Linked DNA regions of Mus musculus: region 1 is linked to region 2. A link is a contact called in public Hi-C data. All regions are on one chromosome and are shown on one strand. The core of a region is the stretch at or near the end of the contact, and the rest is flanking DNA. Distances in the headings are between cores, read along the strand shown. Region 1 holds the start of Tmem64 (transmembrane protein 64). Region 2 has its middle 19 kb from the start of Necab1.

Region 1 (5,754 bases), core at 3,231-5,730, 99 kb before region 2:
TCACTGTTCTGAGCAACCAAGCTCAAGGCAACGCAACTTGGTCATGTATTTGAACCCAGTCATTTCTTAAAGTCTTGGAACAAATTTATTATTGTAAATTTTTTAAATTTTAAATTATTGTAAATTATTGTAAAGTTGGTCAAAATTTATGTTCATCGTACATAACTGCAAAATGGTAAAAGTTGAAAGGCTGAGTGTCTGGGGATCTCAATGTGAACTCTAGTTTAGAATCACACAACATGGTGAACTCAGTCATCTAGTTCCTTTCCTTTAAAACTGAAGTCAAAGGAGGGTATGTGAACTCACAGAATACGACAGGCAACTTGCTCATGCCCATGACCGTGTAGCTTGCTCAGGCTAGGAAAAATCGAGATCACTACAAGCGACACTTTAAAGCAGAAAATGCAGTTCCTTACTGACAGCAACCAAGTGCAAAGCAATGGCTCTGCCAGCCCAAATTCCAGAGTCAAAACAACATACGGCAGTGGGTCCTTCCCCAAAGCTAAGTTTGACACAACCCATACCAAGCAGAATAAAACTTCCCTTTTGGGCCACCGAAAACTAGAAGTTATCACTACAGCCTAATTTAGGCTACCATGAATACTCTAGTAAGAAAAGCATACAAGCCATCTCAAATGTGTCCAGTTAGGAACCGTCCTCAGCAAGACGCAAACTCTAAGTCCCGAGATCAGGACAACATGCAACGAGACCTGCAGATACAGGGTTTCCTGCAGATACAGGGTTTCCTGCAGATACAGGGTTTCCTGCAGATACAGGGTTTCCTGCAGATACAGGGTTTCGCCAATGGCCCTGCAGAGAGGGAGAGGTTTTACCTGTTCCCCAGAAGAAATGATGGGAGAGAGAAACACACTTGAAGAATTTTGTTTCTTATAGCTCAAGGATCAATACTATGTAGTGATATTTTCTATTTTGAGAGTATCAAATGTTGTGTGTGAGCTTGCTAATCTCTTTCTAGCATACAAGAGAGAATTAAAGAATTATGGTTAATAATTAGAAGCAAAGGGAGCCCTTTTTCATTTTCCATATACTCAACTTTTACAACTGGCTTCTGCACCAACAATAGGATGGGCAAGGAAAAATAATGCCTTCAAAGCAGTAGCTTAGTAGATACGCATGACTCTACAGCACCTACAAATGAGGAAGCATAGATGTCACGTAGCAGGAACCAAGCAAAGACTATTTTTTCAAAACCTGTGCTTTGTCTGACTTTTATACCTAAGTTTCTCTTTGCGCTAATTATATTCATGGTCATTGAGAAAATGAGAAGTTAGTCTCAACAGGAGGGGGGCAGTACTTTAAAAGACTCAATAAGGAGAAAAGTAGAAGACCAAAAAGTATGCTTGGCTAGGTATGATCGGCAGGAAGCCTTGAGGGTGGAGGCACAATGACGGTCTAGAAGGCGAAAGGGAGAAATCAGGTTAAAGCCAACTTCACCCTACACTGTGCTTTCTCGTCTCACAGATCCTGAGCAAGCACAGCCAACTGCTGAGGTTGAAAGGGCCTCTCCTGCGAGAAGACAGCCGAGGAGGATGTGAATCAACAGACCATATCCAGTGGCTTCCTGACCTATCCTGCCTGTTTGTGTTTGAGAACTGTATAGAAACACACACTGCATCAGCTGATTACATGTTGCAACTGCAGTTCTGCCTCGGCAGGTGACTCTAAAAGTTCCAAGATAAATAAATGAGGCTTTGTTTTCTTCTATCTAAAATGGTAACAATATCCTCCTGTAATAGAATTTTTTATTTTTTTCTCCTGATCCAGTAATGCCAAAATGAAAGGCTCCTGACCCCTGTTAAACTCAACTACAAACTGAGTAACCTCAAACTATTTGCAGTAGTATAGTACTTCTTATGAATTTAATATATACGAGACATTAGGAAAGGAAAAAGTTGTAATCAGTATATATCTTCCTCAATATCCATGACTTTACTAGCTAATAAATATTCCATGAAGAAACAGAGAGGGCCACAGGCTGAGGCTCTGTCTAAGCCATAGGTCAAAGTCTGGCTCTACCACTTATTTACTTCCGAGACGACCATAGGTGATTACAACATAAAGAGCAAACAGTAGATAAACACTGAAATGCAAGTCAGACTCTTACATATATATCACATGTAATCCCAGTAGCCTAACAGGCCAGGCCCAATACTTTCCTCACTTTGCAAACAAATTAAGGTGCAGAAAGAACAAGACACCTTAGCCAAGGTCAGCAGACGCCTAAGACAGGACAGCAGACTACCAGCATAGTCTTCTCATCTGTTGTAGGCAACAACTATTGGAAGTCATGTGTACCAGCTGAAGAATGGAAGATACCTGGAGAGAGCCTAGAATAGCAGTTGTCACATACTATGTAGACAAGAAAAGATGCAGGTTGTGCCAGAGACAGATCACACCACCAGAATTAAAACTATACATGCTCCTAATCCTCCATCATATTTCCAAGCCTTGGTACAGCTGATCTATTATAAGGCTGATCAAAGTTTATGTTCATATTTCACAACATGAAACAATAAAAGCTGAGAAAGGCTGAGGCCAAACTTACTGCTATCTCTCAATACATGCAGTTTCCTTTCAGTTGACGGGTGCATACCTGGGAATCTCAGGTATGAACTCTAATGTGCAATCACTGAATGTGGGAAACCCATTCAGTCTTTTTTCTGGAAAGTCAAAGCTGGGCATGGGGATTCATGTTTGTAATACAGCACTAAGGGAGGTTGAGGCAGGAGAATCACTGCCAGTCTAGGGTCAGCCTGAGCTACTCAGTGAGTTCTAGGATAGCCTGGGCTAGAAAACAAAACATAGTCGGATTAGGTTTCATAATTTGTCCTAAGGCCATAAAGTTCCCATCAAGTGGTTGCCACCTCACCAGCAATGATTTATACCTTTAACTCAGGTGCATCCTCGCTATAGAAGCCTACACAGAATAAACTAAACCTCTGACCATAAGTGCAAGAGTCTTTAGATAATGTGTGTAAGAAGAGCCGGTGCTCATTTTGTTTTTATGAACCACCCAGGTGACTTCAAATAGAGTTCTAAACAAAGATAAACAGGATTCTCAGCTTTTCCAAGACAGCAAACTACTTTTAAGAAGCTTACTACAAATTTAGGAAACTCCAAGAACTTGGGGTCTACTGCTGTCTCCTCCTCCACTGTTAAAAACAAAAGCGATCCATGCTCCAATATAACCAGAAACCTGAATCTGAACCCTGCTGCATTTATGCAGGGCAGAGAGAAAGCTGGGGAAGTCAAGTCACAAAGCTTTATGGCTCAAGAGCTACCAAAGTACTTTTTTTTTATCAAACTCATACACAAACACACGCACGGGGGGGGGGGGGGGGGATAGTTCTTTATCAGGTCTTCCAAGGGGCTGTGTTATATGAATTTGTAGTGTAATTTTTTTCAGGGTGCCATAAAAATGTCAATGACTCTTCTGTCATACAGAGCGCCTCCTAGGGTGGTCACAAGGCCTCTAAAAGACAAATTTGGAGAGAGCACGAGAAGGAGGGGCCAGGGGGACCCCACTTACCGAAAACACTGCATTCTGAAGCCCAAAAGGTATGGGAGTCAGCCGGGCCAGCGCCACCACCTTCAGGCCGCTTCCTCCCTCCACGACGCGGATAACGGCGCTCAGCTTGTCGCTGTTCTGGATCCTGGCAGCCACCCAGGCGGTGAGTAGCCGCTTGCAGACCACATGAGCGATAAAGGTGCCAATGAGGACGCCCACCACCATGAGCCCCATGCCTAGCACGAAGCCGTACAGGTAGCCGGCCGCCACATTAAGCACGATGTAGCCCCAACCGCAGGGGAAGGAGACCACGATGAAGCCCACGACGAAGAGCAGGACACCGAGCAGCGAGTCGAGGCTCTCCACCCAGAGCAGGAGGTGCTGCAGGTAGCGGCGGACCAGGGCCAGGGAAGCGAAGCACAGGGCGGCCAGCACGCACACCAGCACGAGGCTCCGGCACCAACAGGTGCTGCCGAGGCAGCAGCAGCGCCAGTTTCTCACCTCGGCCACCCCGACCACCACGCCGCCGCCGCTCCCGGGGCCGCCTGCCAACGCCCCGGCCGGCGCCGGCAAGTCCGAGGCCGCGGGCAGACCGTGGCGCTCCAGATAGGCGCCGAGCAGGGCGCCCGAGGCCGCCGCCGCAGCAGCAGCCGCCGCCGCGCTGGCCCCGCCCCCGCGGGGAAGGCGGTCCTCCGAGCGGTCCCCTCCCGCTGTCCGCTCCGGTGCCCAGCGGCCCGGCTGCTCCACGACTCCCGTCCGACCGGCGTGCTGCAAGGCCCGGGGCAGCGTGTGGGGCAGGCTCCCACCGGGGTTCCGCATGCCTCGGCCTCAGCCGGCCAGTGTCTCCACTCCCGCCGCGTCCCCCCGCCTGCGGCCTTCCATGGCACCCCGCACGCCAGGCCTCGGCTCCCTGCGTCCTCTCGCGGGGAGGGAACGGCCGGAGAAGGGCGGCAGCGGCGGTCGAGACGCGGTCCCGCCGGGAGTCGGTCGAGTCTGGACCCCGCGCCCGCAGAGCCCGCCCCCTTGGGCCCGAGGGGCGGGGCACGCGCAGAGGGGGCGGAGACATAGCTGGGTGGTCGGTCACGCCCCCGTGACGCCCGGCTGGTGCTGCGGATGAGTGGCGAGGTACCCGCGTCTCTCAGGCAACGGAGGCCTCGGCTGCCCGGGGCAGAAGAGTGAGGCGGAGGGAGGCCACGGGAAGCGGAAAGGGGACCCGGGGCTGCGCGCTCTCAGCTTCCACGGGCGCGCGCGTGCCTGCGTGTCAAAGACCCTTGGCCGCAGCTGCTGGGACTCTTGCCAAGTGCCTCTCTTTGGCTTCTGATTGACCTTTCCTGCAAACCAGCAGTGGGGTGTCGCTCTCCCCCAAAAGCTGTCTGGCGACTTTAGGGGAGGAGTTCTTATCTGTTCGTAGGAGGATAATTGTACCATCCCAGAGAGCAAAGTCTCCCAGTGGCTTCTAGATAACTCGGTTGTTTAGGAGCCCAGGGAATTGGTTGTGAAGAGCCACTCTTCAGAGAATGTGCCTTCTAGACCCTAGTCCTTTCCTGAATGCCAAGCACTGTGCTGCGTAGAGTGGAAAAGATTCCTCAAAAGACCTTTATAAAAAGGGTTGCTGTTACCAGCCCTTTCACGAGCTATGTATAGACTTATGACTGACCCAGTGCTAGGAGAGCAAGGTAAGGAATCAAAGATGTTAGCTAGAGTTCTTATCTGAGATAGTAGATAGAAGAAAGCCATTGACTTAAGGAAAATATTACAACTATGTACAAATGAAGTTGATGCATCAGAGTTGAGATGTCCATGATATCCACCCAAAAGTGGCATTCCAGTGGATGTTTGAAAATAGGAATATGGCGTTGACATGAATTATCACTCCTAGAAATTTTGACATTGATACACAGGCAACCGTTAAGACCATGGTTATGGATGACTGAATAGTAGTAGGTGTACTAAATATTCCCTGTATTCTCTACTCGGTCATAGTAGGCTGACTTCTATGTCCAGGCCTCGTGTTTGGGTCAGTCTCCACGATATATTCTGCCAAGTGACTTGTGACTAGCTTTTAGATGCTTTAGGAACCTTCCAAAATCCTTTCTCTCTTTGCCATTGTCAATTATTGGTGTTCCACAGAGTGAAGAGTAAGAATCCCAGTTACTTCTTGATGGAAGTATATAAATGAGTGAGAAGAAAAACCACGGACATGTGAGAGTTATATTATCAGGGCA
Region 2 (5,667 bases), core at 2,853-5,352:
TCTGCTCTTGGCGCCAATTGCTATGTGTAAAATGAAGGCACTCGGCATTCACATGGAGTTCTAGTATTTATGATTAGTACACCAATTATCATATTTTAGAAGGTTTATAAATATGACTGAATTATAGTCACATGGTAGAGCATAGTGTCTCATACTTGTGGAGTTAAATTCTATGATTTAATTGCTATTTCATATAAGAAGTGCTTCTAGAAGGGGGTACCTTATACCTGAAGGGCTAAATTTCATAATAAAAGGTCTAGTTACTCTAATAGAGGTCCAAGTCTGTGTTCCTAAGGATGGGTCTTATGAGAAAGACAGAGTTCAAATATAAAATACATAAGTCCACGCTTGAAAAATAGATTTCACATTTCATATGTGGTAGGTCAGTTTCCACTTCTCGAGTAGTGGTCCATATGGCAGTTGAAATTTCTTATTCATAAAATCAAAGTCTGTGGTTACAGTCAGTTTCTATGCTGGATTGTAAGGTTTCATATTTGTATGACCATCCTTCGTGCCGTGAAAGCTGGACCAACTCCATAGGCTTTATTTTAAAATTCTTATAATGAAATTGCTATGGATTAGATACTTTTAAATTGGTTTATTTAGTTTATAATCTCAGTGATTGAAAGTTTAAACAGCATAATCTTGGCTGTGGAGAAGATCCTCTTATATATATCATCCTATAGTGGATAACAACACACAATGGCAGGAGTGTGTGTGTGTGTGTGTGTGTGTGTGTGTGTGTGTGTGTGTGTGTGTGTGAGAGAGAGAGAGAGAGAGAGAGAGAGAGAGAGAGAGAGAGGAAGAGGAAGAGGCAGATAGAGAGAGACAGAGACACAGAGAGAGTCAGAGAGAGACACAAAGGGAGACTGAGACAGAGGCAGAGAGAGGGAGAGCTATCAATCACTTGAGCAGAAAAGAGCAGGGATTTTTAAATTTTTTAAAATAAAAATCTTGAGTCTCATAATGTATTGTCACTTTTCTGTTGCAGTGATAAAACACCATGACCAAAGGCAACTTAAGGAAGAGACAATTTATTTTGGCTTAAGGTTCATAGGGATGAGAGACCCTCATCATGGGGCAGAGGTATGTCAGACTTAGCAATAGGAGAATGAAGTTGGGAGACCACATCTTTAAAAGCAAGGGTGAAGTAAAGTTCTCAAAGTATGGGGCTTTTCTATGCCTGCCCTTGCTCTGAAATAATGACATGGAGACTTGGTGTATTTATTAATGAGCTTCTTGCATTATAGCTGGGAAGATACTGAGCTATTCTAACCTGACTACGTTGGCCCGGCATACGTCCCACCCATGTGGCATGACCTGCCATCTTGGTTTTGCCCTGGCTGTTCCTGCTCCATCTGTCCTATGAGGACAACTCTCCCTGGTGACATCCTGCTCTCCCTGGTGACATCCTGCTCTCCCTGGTGACATCCTGGTGAATTTTCTTCCTCTTTCCACCTGCGATCCCCTTGCTGGGATCAGAAATCCCACTGCCTCCTCTCCTGCCCAGCTATTGACTGATCAGATCATTATTAGCCAATCAAAGGTGACGGAAAGCAATTTTTACATATCATTGAGACAGGAGATGCTGGACGATGCCAAGGTCTGGAGGGCAACCGGATCTCCGGATACAGTAATCAGCATCTGAATACACAGTGCACAAAACCACTCTCCAACAAGGGGGTGGTGTGGGAAGGGGACTAAAGTGTCCCCCAAGCCACTGCTGCTGACCTACTTCCTAGACTCTTCAACCTGGTACCAAAATACCTGAGCCTATGAAGGACATGTATCTCTGAAACTACTACACGTGAGAACTAGCTTAATCTGTTCAGAAGGTAGCACCTGCAGTGGCCTCCCATTAAGCTCCACATCTAAAACCCACCACATTGAGGATTAAGTTTTCAGTATGGCCACATCCGAGCCATTGCTCTCTGTTGTACATCTGGAAGACTAGGCTTTATGTCTGACATTTCTAGTTGCATTCATATCCCACAGGTGCACAATGCAAAGAATTTTATATAGTTTGGAAAATTTTAAGAGTCCCTTTCCATACCTGGAAGGCAAGTTCTCATACTTAAAGGACTGGAATACATTTCTCAAGGGATGGAGTCCACACATGAAGTGTATGGTTCATTATTGTAAGCTCCATTCCCAACCTGGATGCTCATATTCAATGGTTGTGGCCAGGTTTCATATGTGAGGGACTGTTCATGTCATGCTCATAGGATCAGATTCCATGCCTCATATACTATGTTCCTATAAATGGAAATACCTTTCTAAACCTGAAGGTAGCCGAAGGCTAGATTGTCTTGTTTCATGCTGTGAAGCCCAAGTCTTTTCTCTAGAAGCAAGCAGTGCAGCTATACTTATGCTGTAGGTGTGACATGTGACTTATCTCTACTTATCATCATTGTTACAGAAATGGTAGTTCTCTTTGACATTTTGAGACAACACTGTGACATAGGTGACTCAAAAACCAGCTGAAGAGTTCAGAGGCCTGTTAGGAGGTTTGTGCAATAGAACAGAAAAACGTGTCTCCAATGAGTGAAGAAATACTGAATAGTGGGTGTCTTAGTTAGTGTTTTACTGCTTTGAGCAGACACAATGACCAAGGCAAGTCTTATAAAAAAACAACATTTAATTGGGGCTGGCTTACAGGTTCAGAGGTTCAGTCTATTATCAACAAGGTGGGAGCATGGCAGTATCCAGGCCAGCATGGCACAGGCAGAGCTGAGAGCTCTACATCTTCATCCAAAGGCTGCTAGTAGAAGACTGACTTCCAGGCAACTAGGGTGAGGATCTTATTCCCACACCCACAGTGACACACCTACTCCAACCAGGTCACACCTATTCCAACAAGGCCATACCTCCAAATGGTGCCACTCCCTGGTCCAAGAATATATAAACCATCACAGTGGAAGACTATTTTAGCCTCACATTTCTGATCAATCTTCTGCAACCCATGTCTGTTAATGAGTACTGAATGCTAACAAGAAGGCAGGTGCTTTGCTAAACCTACATATGCATTATATGATTTAGTTTCACAGACTGGGCCCTGTTATTTGGTAAATGAGATTTTTGTAAAAACTCCTAACTGGTATATGTGAAAGAATATTAAATTCTATATTCAATATGTTTTAAATGACAATAGACAAAGTCTGCATTATTGAATGGGTCCCAAATGAGGAGTCATGCAAATTGCTTGATTGTATAACCAGATTCGAGTTGTCTCAGTGATCTAAAGTTATTCTTAAGCCTACACATTCAACTACAAAGTAGTCATGGTGGTGTAAGAAAGTAATGGCGTATCTAAGTACTCCTTATATTAATAAAAATCAGTTCTGTGTAGCTTCGGAAGTATGGGTTTACAGCATGGACACATTGCGATATTCATAATTAGTTTGAGCAAAGAAACTTCATCCCTAAAGCACTTTAAGAAATTAACTAATTAATCTTCCCTATACCCTTTAGAGAGAGAGATAACTGTTTCCTTTCTGCAGAGAGCCTCTGTCAAGGGATTGAAAATGCTTTATGAATATTATATATGGTGATAAGCAGGCTCCAGGCATTTCAGATACACAGAGCTGACATTGAGGATATTAGAACTCATTCATGCATTGTGCAAATGTTTATTTCATGTCATTACTGGAAATCTATAATCATGGAACTGATGCCCTGGGAGAAGAGGCTGCCTCTGCCTGCACTGCACAGCACTGGAGTGTATGTGGGATGTTCTTAAGAGAGAGCACTAATCCTTCTTGACATCCTTTACCCAAATATACAATTTATCTTATAAGGGCTGCTCCTCCACATTCAAGGAGACATTTGGATGCCCTGAAATTGTTATGTAGCCCCCAGTGTTTGCAGTCCTCTATTGTTCAAGGTAGGAATACTTATAACTGCAACGGCTCCCCATTCATCTTTAATTTTGTTCCAGTTCCAGCAAGCTAAAAAGAACGAAGCATCTCATCCGGATTCTGAGAGATTTTCTGTTACTAAAGTACTAATTTTGAAGCCTTGATGACAAACAGGATGGTGCCTTGTCTTTGTTGGCATTTCCTAGGCACAGAGTCTTCAAGGGGACATTTGTGCAAATAATTTACACAGTGACTGCTCTCCTAATTTTAGCCTATGGTCATCTGATTCTGTTGCTAAGGAGAACAGCAAGGCAGAAGGGAATGGCAGAACAAAGTGACTCACTTCATGCTAAACACAAAGCAAAACCACCCAAGGAAGGGTCTGGGGAAAAGATATATACCCCATAGACATGCATCAGTGATCTACTTCTTGCAAATAAGCCACAGCTTCCATTATCCTTCACTTCACAATAACTGCATCAAAGTATGAGCCCATTTTTGGATTATCCATTGGTAATGTTAGCGTCTTCATGATCCAGTCATACCATAGTGACCAAATGAACCAGTCCAGAGCCAAAACTGTAACATATGAACTTTTATGGGAGAGTTTTAAATATGTTATCTACTATATATCTGCATCTGTCAGTTATTGGGCTTGAGTTACTTCCAATGAGAGACTGCGTCCATAACAAGGCATCTCTGGCTAAGGCTTGAGTTTCTTAGCAGAGCTTAGCAGTCATCAAAGGTTACAGCAGCTGGAACAAGTTACATTGGAATAACAAGAGGCATCTAGGTATAGAATAGAGACTTCTGCATCTCACCTGTACCAGTCACATGCACTTGCTTCTTAGTGTTTCCAAGACATGCACATAACTTCTTCTGACCCAGATTTAATCATAATTTGCTGGTAAACTTGCAGTCAGAAGATTAGTGAGACAAATTACAGTACTGTTATTGCTGTTGATCCCGAAGAAGAATCTGAAACACACTCTATCTCTCTCTACCTACTATGACTACCTTCCGTCAGTGACATTTCTAGTTGGTCCTGTGGTTACACTTAGCCCCTCATCCTCGGTGCTTCAGACCCTGCGATGGCTAGGCCTCCTCTAGGCCACTGTGCTTACCATTTCATACAAAACTGAATGTGAAACTGTAAATAGAGGTTTCACCAGAGCATGTGTATCTCGGGTGTATTTCTTTCTGCTCCTTTTAGAGGATATTAATCTTATTCCCTCTTGAACATCTACATAGTATCTCTTTTTTTGTCTCTTCTTTTGTTTGAATAATGATCCCAAACTCAGCAGGCAGCAGCAATAGGTTTATGTCTAGTGAGACTTTTACTGACTCTACTGGTGGAATTTTCCATCTCAGAGGACCAGAATCATTATTCTATACAGCTTAATGTTATCAAAATAGGAAGTACAAATTCCTAAAAAAGTCATTTATGTTGACTGTTACTGGCTTCTTTTCATTTCTGAGCCTTAGTTCCTAAATTCATATGCTCTAGTTACTGGGTATATAATGTCATGTAAGGATTTCAAGTCACTGATAGAACATATCTTGAAGAACAACATCTCACACCAGTAGAATACTATACAAACTGGGATATTTCAGGATCCCTGGAGCCTACCATTGTATGCCTACTGCTATATACTCTGGGGTTAGTACTAGTTAAGGGATTGTCATATGCACAGGTAACCCCTGCTGCTACCACAGGACAAACTGCCATCCTTTCTAGAGTAGAAAACATACATGCACTTAAGTTACATCCACTCTTTTCCTTTACCTTTAAAAGGTGACACAAATACTA

What was found. Hi-C and Micro-C count contacts between places; a contact is called where the count stands out from the background.
Region 1: a contact with region 2 is called in a Hi-C map of cortical neurons, with 1.9 times the contacts expected there. The contact joins the promoter of Tmem64 here to the enhancer-like site in region 2. A contact is called at or near these places in 4 of 39 promoter capture datasets (cranial neural crest, embryonic stem cells, liver and 1 more), 4 of 484 Hi-C or Micro-C datasets (the C2C12 cell line, cortical neurons and embryonic stem cells), 5 of 115 datasets of contacts at active chromatin or transcription factors (the 230-238 cell line, the SCID.adh cell line, cardiomyocytes and 1 more) and 1 of 9 other capture datasets (adipose tissue).

The regions. Positions count from the first base shown.
Region 1 is chr4:15,264,546-15,270,299 of GRCm38.p6, reverse strand. It overlaps Tmem64 (transmembrane protein 64), which reads right to left and starts at 4,480. Exons shown (of 3, transcript NM_181401.3): 1 at 3,551-4,480. The coding sequence starts at 4,348. It overlaps Gm51436 (a long non-coding RNA gene), which reads right to left and starts at 3,543. Exons shown (of 2, transcript XR_003955370.1): 1 at 1-3,543.
Region 2 is chr4:15,165,431-15,171,097 of GRCm38.p6, reverse strand. No RefSeq gene overlaps it. Among named protein-coding and RNA genes, the nearest start is that of Necab1, 19 kb to the right of the region's middle. Within about 2 kb of position 4,102, at least 4 of the 459 cell types and tissues checked have an H3K27ac peak or open chromatin away from gene starts, as enhancers often do. A contact at or near this core is called in cortical neurons, where this site is marked.